Regions from separate parts of the Mus musculus genome. Here all the other regions are linked to region 1. A link is a contact called in public HiChIP or PLAC-seq and promoter capture Hi-C data. All regions are on one chromosome and are shown on one strand. Each heading gives the region's core, a stretch centred on a gene start, on an enhancer-like site or on the middle of the called end of the contact. The rest is flanking DNA. Distances are from core to core; before and after follow the strand shown. Region 1 holds the start of Mpp2 (membrane protein, palmitoylated 2 (MAGUK p55 subfamily member 2)). Region 2 holds the start of Hdac5 (histone deacetylase 5). Region 3 holds the start of Asb16 (ankyrin repeat and SOCS box-containing 16).

What was found. Promoter capture Hi-C pulls out the DNA fragments that hold promoters and counts their contacts. HiChIP or PLAC-seq counts read pairs in DNA pulled down with a chosen protein or histone mark.
Region 2: a contact with region 1 is called in a promoter capture Hi-C map of embryonic stem cells, with 2.5 times the contacts expected there. The contact joins the promoter of Hdac5 here to the promoter of Mpp2 in region 1. A contact is called at or near these places in 13 of 39 promoter capture datasets (cranial neural crest, embryonic stem cells, erythroid cells and 7 more), 15 of 484 Hi-C or Micro-C datasets (CD4 T cells, CD8 T cells, the G1E-ER4 cell line and 4 more), 8 of 115 datasets of contacts at active chromatin or transcription factors (effector CD8 T cells, embryonic stem cells, large pre-B cells and 2 more) and 4 of 9 other capture datasets (adipose tissue, embryonic stem cells, liver and 1 more).
Region 3: an H3K27ac HiChIP or PLAC-seq map of embryonic stem cells shows a contact between it and region 1, with 6 read pairs. The contact joins the promoter of Asb16 here to the promoter of Mpp2 in region 1. A contact is called at or near these places in 10 of 39 promoter capture datasets (the 3T3-L1 cell line, the C10 cell line, cranial neural crest and 5 more), 17 of 484 Hi-C or Micro-C datasets (B cells, the C2C12 cell line, CD4 T cells and 14 more), 9 of 115 datasets of contacts at active chromatin or transcription factors (bone marrow-derived macrophages, embryonic basal ganglia, embryonic forebrain and 3 more) and 3 of 9 other capture datasets (adipose tissue, liver and pancreatic islet).

The regions. Positions count from the first base shown.
Region 1 is chr11:102,086,770-102,089,786 of GRCm38.p6, reverse strand. It overlaps Mpp2 (membrane protein, palmitoylated 2 (MAGUK p55 subfamily member 2)), which reads left to right and starts at 1,272. Exons shown (of 13, transcript NM_016695.4): 1 at 1,272-1,367.
Region 2 is chr11:102,228,733-102,231,753 of GRCm38.p6, reverse strand. Hdac5 (histone deacetylase 5) reads left to right here and starts at 1,582. Exons shown (of 27, transcript NM_010412.3): 1 at 1,582-1,749. It overlaps Mir8101 (microRNA 8101), which reads left to right and starts at 1,604; the gene lies at 1,604-1,714.
Region 3 is chr11:102,267,258-102,270,261 of GRCm38.p6, reverse strand. Asb16 (ankyrin repeat and SOCS box-containing 16) reads right to left here and starts at 1,511. Exons shown (of 5, transcript NM_148953.3): 1 at 1,139-1,511. The coding sequence starts at 1,439.

The DNA.
Region 1 (3,017 bases), core at 23-2,522:
AGATTCTCTAAGCAGAGGTGAGTGGGTAAGATCCAAGGGAGTCTCCGAGGAAGGAGACCTCTTGTCCTGAGTTTAATTAGGAAGATCTAGTTTGGAAGCCTTTTTCCTCAGACAGAAGCCTGTAGTTCCAACCACCACCATCTGGGGTCGCTACAAAACTTTCTCTTCTCTAAGGAATAAGAGACGTGGGCTACTTAACAGCCTTTAGCATTTTGACCCATCGCTGGCTTTTCCCTACACCAATTCCCAACTGCTTCCCTTTGCTAACAGGGTCGGCTGGGACCACATCTAGACATGAATCCTCAAGTCAATTCATTTTCGAGATTTCCAAGCAAGTTTCCAGGATCTTAGAAGCTCAGTTATAAGAGGAAGATATAAACGCCCCGCTCCCCACCGAGCGCCTATTCCATAGGGTAGCGGAGGGGTTAGGGGGCACCCAAGTCAGGGAAGGCCCCGGCTTGCACAGACTGAATGAAGGCTGTTTTCCACTTGGGGCCACCAATAGTCTGAGGCTGTGCAGTATCTTTTACTAGCAGGTCTGGGAGGAGCCAGAGGCTGAGCAAGGCGGGCTAGCGGGCTTAACCCTTTGCTTTCTTCGTTTTGCTGCCTGAAATAGAATCTAGGGCCTCTCCTGCACGTTCAACCCACCAATGGAGCCGGACGCCGTCACTACTTATTTGTTGAAACGGGATTTAGGAGGGAGAGACTGTTTCTTCTGCTCTTGTGCCTTAAACAGAGGCAAGGATCAACTTCCCGCGTCAAGGCTAAAATTAGGATCTTGGTCCCTTTCATGAAAAAACACAGTCCCACTCTCTTAAATTTTCTGTTTTTCTTCAAATTTTCTTAGAAGCAGGCATGTGCCGTATGACTATAACGCCACCCCCAGGCTTATCCCCTACCAGAGTTAGTGTCCTGATGTCCCCTTGCTTTTCCAAAACTGTGTTAGGAAAGGACAGACGAAGCGTTCAGGGGACTGGTACGCTGGACTAAGCGGTCCCGTTAAGGGGGGTGATCCCATCGCGCTCAGTTTCCCCCCCTTTCTTTTATTAAACATCATCGCCCTTTTAAAGAATTCCTACGCGCCAAGTAACACACGTTGGTCCTGCTCAGAGTTGGGGGTCGTGGGCTTTGCGGTGCCTGTTAACCACCACTTCCCCGCCCACCCGCCTGCTCCTGGGAGATTACTTTACAGTGGACCGTAGGTTGCCGCGTCCCTTCCGTGTCCCAGCCCTCTCCTTTCTGTCTCCGCCCCTTCGCTCCTAGGAGACCTTGCCGCTTTAAGAGCGCGGCTAGCGATTGACAAGCAATAACCGCGGAGCGCCGGGCTGCGCGGAATCGCCCCAAGCTAGGGGCTCCCCAAAACGCAGGTAGGTATTCCTAGGCCCCTGGGCCAGCACCCACCTCAGAACCCTTGCCTCCTTTTCGACCTATCACCTACACTTGGGGATCCTATTCTCCAGGTCCAAACTCCTGGGCCCCTTCCCCAAGTCGCCCCACTCCCTCTCCAGCTGCAGCACTGGGCTCTCTGTGTGTGATGCCGGTAGGGAGAACCGAACCCCTCATCCCAGGGATGCTGGTTCCCATGCCAGCGATGAGGGCTCCAGAGGGACACCGGACACAGAGACGCTGAGCTGAGAGGAGCACAGGTATTTGCGCGGCCTCTCCAGGGTCTGTGTTGGGTTGGGGGGGGGGGGGGACTTCGGATCCCGGCATTACGTAAGAGCCGTGCTACTGGCGTTTCCGGCCCTGGGGGAGCTAGACTAAGATTGTACTGGGTCCCTTGGCACCCTGCACCCCAAGAGACCAACACCTCAGTCATTCCTGAGAGAGGGTTCTGGAGAGGGGCGGTCTGCTAACCTAGAGTGCCAGGCCAGGTCCAGGAGGTTGCAGGGTTTTGGAGCCAGGGTTTAAGGTATGGGGATTCCAGAGGGAATCAGCACCAGAAGCAAGGAGCCAGGGTCAGAAAGTTAGGTCAACTAAGGGGTAGTGGGGAATGAAGACCTGGGGGACGTGGGGGGGGGCAGTCATTCAGTGACCTCATCCCCTAGTCCCGGCGGGCACGCAAGCAAAGAACCTTCTTTGATGGCTCGCAACACGCCCCCTCCTTCCTAGGTCCTAGCGCCCGGCGGGTTAGGGCTGAATTGAAGGGGCGGGGGCAATCTGATTGTGAGTGCGGGCACGTCCGCCGGCTCCCTAGACCCCATCCTCCAGTCCTCAGTTATCTACAGTTCTCCCCATAACCGTGTCCGGCTCCAAAGTGCCTTTGTCAGGCGTTCGTCTTTCGCACCTCTCTGAGTCTGCACCGATGGAGCGGGGGTGGGTGGGAGGATGGAGGAAATCTCTCTCTTTGAAGCTGGCGGGCTTCACCTACACACCCGGGGGACGGGGGTTGGATAGCTTGGTGGCGGATGTGCGTGTGGAGGTGGGAGTGGGAGGGCCTTAGGTTTAGGCTTTTGGGCGCCGTGATGCTGGTTTCGTGATGACTGGGCCCGGGGACCTTGGCACGGAACCAGGCTAGCTTGCCTGGCACTGCCGTTCTCCTGTGGGCACGGGCGGCCCCGCCCTCTCAGAGGCTTGGGTGGGGGTGGGGCAGAGCGAGCCGACGCCGTGGGAACCAACTCCTCAGGGAGCAGACCCAGGCTTACTGGGCAGGACTCCTGGGCCTAGGGTTTCACACAGGCTCCTCCCTGGCTCTTCCCCGTTTCCCTGCTCCAGGAAAAGAGGAACCACAGCAAGCACCTCTAGTGGGGAGTATGGCCCAAGGCCTGAGAAGCTGTCCCCTGCTCTCTAGGAATAAGGACATGGAGTTGACAGAGGGGACACTGGCGCTGGCACAGTGTAACCTGGACATTTCTTTTAACCAGTGGTGCTAGCGTGAAAGGGGTTCCCCTCATCTCTCTCTCTCTCTCTCTCTCTCTCTCTCTCTCTGCAAGTTCGATTTTTCTGGAAAAGATCCGGGAGGAAAGGGAATCGTATCCCTCACCTTTGTCATTTGGTTTCTGGAGCTGTCATTATCT
Region 2 (3,021 bases), core at 333-2,832, 140 kb before region 1:
GCAGAGGCAGGTGGATCTCTATGAGGCCAGCCTGGTCTACAAATTGAGTTCAGGACAGCTAGGGCTGGCTACACTGAGAAACTCTGTCTTGAAAATAAGTAAACAAAACAACAAAACAAGAAGGAGGGGGAGGGGGAGGAGAAGGAAGAGGAAGAAGAGGAGGGAGGAGGAGGAGGAAGAAGGAGAGGAGAAGAAGAAAAGAAGGAAGAAGGAGAAGGAGAAGAAAAGAAAAAAGAAAGAAAACGTTTGGTTTATATAACCTAGATTTTTCAGGCATACAGAGTCAGACTCATGAACGTTTGTATAAAGTATTGGAACTAATGGATATTTTGTTTTGTTTGTTTGTTTGTTTTTTCCAGACAGGGTTTCTCAGTATGGCTGTCCTGGAACTCACTCTGTAGACCAGGCTGGTCTTAAACTCAGAGATCTGCCTGCCTCTGCCTCCCAAGTGCTGGGATTAAAGCCGTATGTCAAGGCAATAAACAAAGTCTAAGAGCTTGTCAGGATGACCAAGATACCTGAGCCTACTTCCCTGTCCTAGCCCAAAATCACATTCTTGCCTGAAATCTACTTCTTTGTTCCACCCTAAAATTAGATTCCTACCTGAACTTACTCCCTTGTCATGGCCCAATGTCAGATTCCTGCCTGAATCTCATTTTCTTGTCCTTGACCAATGTCAGATTCCTGTCAAACGCCCCAAAAGCCGCTTTTACACCCCCCACATATGTATAATTTTGAGCATCTGTATGATAACTTACTAAATAGATGTCTCCTAGTTTATTTGCAGATACCTACCTGATGGATATTTATTTAGGTTGTTTCTGACATCTCATATAACAAACAATCTCTTCCTATACTCATTTTGGAGCACAATATTTTCTTAGAATACATTTTTTGCTAGGAAAATTGCTAGGTCATTGACAAAACAATGTAGGTTTAATGATACAGTCATGTTCAGTTCCACTGACGTGGTAGTAGTATGTGTGGTATCAAAGTTGGGGACCAGCGGACTTTTAGGTTCTTGGTCTGTTCCTTTGAAGGCCAGGGACAGTTACAACCTATGCTGGCTTTCTCCAAGGAGTTTCTTTTAACAAGATGCAGCGCTGTGCCATATTAGCACGGTGGGTTAGAGACTTGTCCAAGCTAATCTTTCAGCTTTGACGCGCCTGCAGGGGCTTCCACTTCCAAGGCAGCCCCTAGGATTCCACCCCCCTCTACCCTCCCCCTAACGAGGGAAGGGCGTGTTAGGGAACAGCTCAGGCGGGCAAAGATTGCACCATCCGCCGTTTGAAAAGGAAGTCGAAAAAGCACAGAGAACAAAATCGTAAATCCCACACATCCAGCCCCTGCAGCAGCCGGGGTCCGGGTTCTACTCAGTTCATTACTTGGCGAAGAGATCGGGATCCCTTCTCTGCCACCTCCACCCCAGCCTAACCTTGGGCTGGGCATTGGCCCTTTAAGAAGCTGTCACGGTGGCGCTATTGGTCCCGCCCATCTGAGGGGAGGGCCGAATGGGAGGGGAGGGTTCTCGGTTGAAGCCCGAAAAAGGGGGGGTCTGAGCCTATTTTTAGCTCGGGGTCGGGTCACGTGACGAGAGTGACGTCTCCGAATGTTGTTGTTGGTGGCGGCGGCGAGCGGAGCCGGAGGAGCCGCCGCAAAGATGGAGGAGCCGTCGAGGAGGCGCTGCCGCTGCTGTTGCCGCCGCTGCTGCCGCCGCCGCCCGCGAAGCCGGAGCTCGAGCCGCAGCGGGTGAGCGCGCCGCACCCGCCAGGACCCCACCTCCCACGGCCCCGGGACGCCCCGCAGCGTCCCGTCCTCCCGCCGTCGCTGCCCGCGGGCTCCCCGCGACCCTGTCCTTCCTCCCGGCGCGCGCGCCGAGCCAGCCCGCACCCCCAGGGAGCGTCGCTGGGCCCGGGGAGTGTCGCCTTTGGCTCGCCGCGCGCGCCCCTCCTCATCCCTCCCTTGCAGGGCTCCTTCTCTGCAGGTAAGGGAGGGGCCGATTTTCCCGCACCCCGCACCCCGCGCCCCCAAATGTCCCGCAGACCGGCCGGGGATGTCTGATTTGTCTCCTCCCCGGCGGCTCATAATCCGTTGCAACTGCGATTTGAGCCTTGCAACCCGCATTCTGGGCAGACCCTCTCTTCACTAGACACCCCTTTCTTGTTACTCTGAGGTGAGGGGCGCAGCCCACCCACAGTGCTTCTCCAAGTGGCGAAGAACATACCCTTGATTTTATGTCCTTGACGTCCCTGCAGGTGGAAGAGGACTGCGGGGCCCATCTTACTTGTCTGTGCTATTCACCCCCTCGCCTGTGAGGCGTTACTGCGTTTATTACCACCCTCTTCTGTCTGACACCCTGGAGCTCGGGAAAGAGCTGGGAGATGAATTGGTGATCTTTCTTGGCTAGGGCAGATCTCCCCACCCCACTCCCGCGCCCAGTTTTCATCTTGGGTTTGTTTCTCATGGGGCAGAGGTTCTAATAGTGCCTTGTTAACTTGGGGGAGTCGGCTTCCCCCCTCCCCACCCATCCCTGGGGCCCTCAGGAAGATGAGAACTGGCTGGACGATAAGTAATTAATCTAAGAGCTGGGGGGGGGCGCGGGGAGTGTGTTTCATTTCGGGGAGAAGGTGACCACTTCATGTCCCTGCGTTTGGCCTTCTGAGATGAGCTTTGTCCCTGAAGAGGAAGGATAGCAGCTGCAGTTGCTTTTGGGGTGTGTGTGGTGTGTGTGTGTGTAGTGTGTGTAGTGTGTGTGTGTACCCATCACTCTGGTAGTGACCACTATGCTTCTGGGTCCTGGAATTAGCTTTGGATCTTGGGAATGGGAATGGAGAGAGGGGTTTAGGGATCAGTGGGAGGGGAAGATAGAGTTAGATCCTAGGAACAAAAGGAGGCAGGGATGGGAGATTGGTTTGGGCCAGAAGACCTCTGGCTAATCCTTACATTGGAACCTGTTGGCCCTCCACTTAGGTCCTAAGGTTGCAGGCAGGGAGGGTCTCCCAGGCTCTTATGCCCTCCACA
Region 3 (3,004 bases), core at 262-2,761, 180 kb before region 1:
TGTTCCTGTTTCAAAAACAAACCTGTCAATAATGAACTGAACAGGACCTGAAGGGACAAGCACATGACCCCAGTCACTCGGAAAGCTGAGGCAGAAGGCTCACAGGTACAAGATCTCCCTGGGCTATGGAATGAATTGAACGCCAGCCTGGGTAAATAACAAGACCCTGTCTCAAAATTTAAAAAGCTTGCCATCTGTGGCCGGAGCACAGTGGCGAAGACAATGGTTATTAGCATTCAAATTAGAGTTCAATCCTCTAGCCCCCAAATAAGATGGGGCTGGTGGGGTGGCTCAGCAGGAGGGGCTTGGCTTTTCTCCCTACAACACCACTCCCTAACCCCCAAAGTCAGTAATGGTAAGGAAAAATTGCATATGAGTTTCATAAAAACTGTCTACTATAGCAGGAAACTGTAAGAGAAACATGGATATATATGTATGTGTGTATATTTTCATATATATAACGCTATAGTAATATAGTGCATATAATTAACCAAAGCCAAAATTTACAATCTGTATATGTGTTATATGAGAATATAACTTTAAGGCTGGCGAGATAGCTCAGCCGGTTAAGAGCACTGACTACTTCTGAAGGTACTGAGTTCAAATCCCAGCAACCACATGGTGGCTCACAACCATTGGTAATGAGATCTGATGCCCTCTTCTGGTGCAACTGAAGTCAGCTACAGTGTACTTACATATAATAAATAAATAAATCTTTAAAAAGAGAGAGAGAGAGAGAGAATATAACTTTAGCTAGGTGGTGGTAAGATGCACCTTTGATCCCAGCAGATTAGGAAGCAGAGGCAGGCAGATCTCTGAGTTGGAAGCCAGCCTGGTCTACAAAGTGAGTTCCAGGACAGCCAGGGCTATAGTGAAAAAAAAAAAAAAAAACCAAAAAAATTTGGAGGGTGGGCATAGTGGCTCACACCCTTAATCCCAACATGAAGGAGGCAGAGGCGGGTGGATCTCTATGAGTTTGAGGAAAACCGTGGTTGGCCTCAACTGTTTAGGAAAGAGTTAATATGGGTGACTATGGGTCCGTTCTAGGCTCTTTACGGAGAAGTGGCGTATGGATTCTTCTTCCCTTCCCAACCCCCACTCCTGTCCCTCTTCTGTCCTCCTAGGTGGTGTTCCCTACCCTGTTCCGCTGACCAGGCCAGCTGGTTGCTCACAGTCTCCACAATCATATTGGCAGCGTCTTCATCTTGGAACAGGATTTGGAGCTGCTGTAGGTCCCCAGAGAACAGGGCATTGTGGACAGCTGGGTCTCGGCAGGAGCGGCGAGGCCTAAGGAGCTGGGCCTGGGGACAAGGGAGGTCCCTGTGCCTGCGGCACTGCTGGGCAGCAGCTCTCCTCCTGTCCTCCCAGTCCAGCCACTCTCTCTGCAGGCGGAGAGCACGCAGTGTGGAGGATGTGAAAGGAAAGCTCTCCCCTGCCATGAGGGGTCCAGTGGTCTGGGCAGTGCCACCTAGGCAGAGAATCGTTCCTTGTCCCAGCTAGCACCTTGCTCTGGGGAGCCACCCTGCCCCCTTCTTGGTAAGCTGGAGAAACAGCTGAGGCTATAAATAGGCCCCTCACTGCATTGGTAAACAGTTTGCCTAGAGTCATGATCTTAATGCAGATGGTATTGGGCCAGCCTCTGACCCTGCTGGTACCCTTTTGTTGGTCAACAGGGCCTCAGCCAAAGGTCACTCCTGGACCCCACTTCTCTGGAGTGAGCCTTCTAGTCAAAGCAGTCAACCATGAGATGGGTGGGCAGGACAGGGTAGAGGAAGGACCAGGGTCCTGCAGCCTCTGAAGTATTGGCTGGTAAAAAGGGTAGAAGCCCAGGATGGCCCATAGACCTCAGTCTGGGGAAGTGGAGAGAGCTTCCAAGAAGCCAAACCACTCTTCCTGAATTTGAAATAACAGCAACCACTGCACACACACACCATGCTTTCTAGAACTGAAATCACTCTCAGATCCATCTCTACTCAGATGACCAGTCAGTGTTGTAATACAAGACAGATTTGGTCAGGAAATGAGGCCAAGCTAAGAATTTCAGTTCAGCACCTGAGATGGATAGAGACTTACAGGACGTAAGGTTTTGTTGTTGGCAGTGCTGCTGTTTTTGTTTTTTGAGACAGGGTTCCTCTGTGTAGTCCTGGCTGTCCTGAAACTAGCTCTGTAGACCAGACTGGCCTTGAACTCAGCGATCCACTTCCCTTTGCCTCAGGAATGCTGGGATTAAAGGGATACACTACCACACCTGGGTGGAATTTAAGTCTTAAAAAGGTAAAACTGACTCAAAGTTACATAGCTTGTGGGGGTGTGCCAAGGCCTCCAGTGGGCCACACTTTAGATAAGTACCCTAGAGGGTAGTGCTATGTTGGGTAGACAGTTGAGCAAATCCTCTTCTTGTCCCCTCATGCCGAAACTGGGCACGGTCTCTACCTTCAGTGACTAGTTTTTTTTTTCCCTCCCTGGTTTCTAGGGGAATCACGTGCCTGACTGCGGATGTGTCCAGGGATTTGACCTTGGAAGTGGAGACTGAAGGGATGAGACTTTTGGGAAACTACGCCCCATTCGCTTTAGGAGGAAATGGCTGTACTTCCAGGAGCCTCTAGGGGGAGGAATGAGGCCGCGGAAACAACAACAGCTGGTCGATTAGCTGGCAGGGGAGGGTGGAGGGATGTCAGCGGGCTTCTGTCTTCAAGACTGCAGGCTCTGCAGTGTCTTGGCAATGCCATGTGGGTCCCTCCTTGCTCCCGGTGCTTGCTCCCACCCACTCTCCAGCAACCTTCTCCTCCTCTGTATCTCTCACTTCCCCCTGGCCGCAGGCTCCCACACAGAATGTCTCTCCTACAGTTTTGTCCTCAGCTTCAGTTCCTAGCCTCCAGCCTGGATGGGTCTAGCCTGTGTCTCCTTCCTCTGACCACACTCAGCCCTGTCACAATCACCTATCCAAGAAGGTCACTTTTCCTTAAAAATGTCTGCAGTTTGGCTCAGGCTCTTCCAGAGAAAT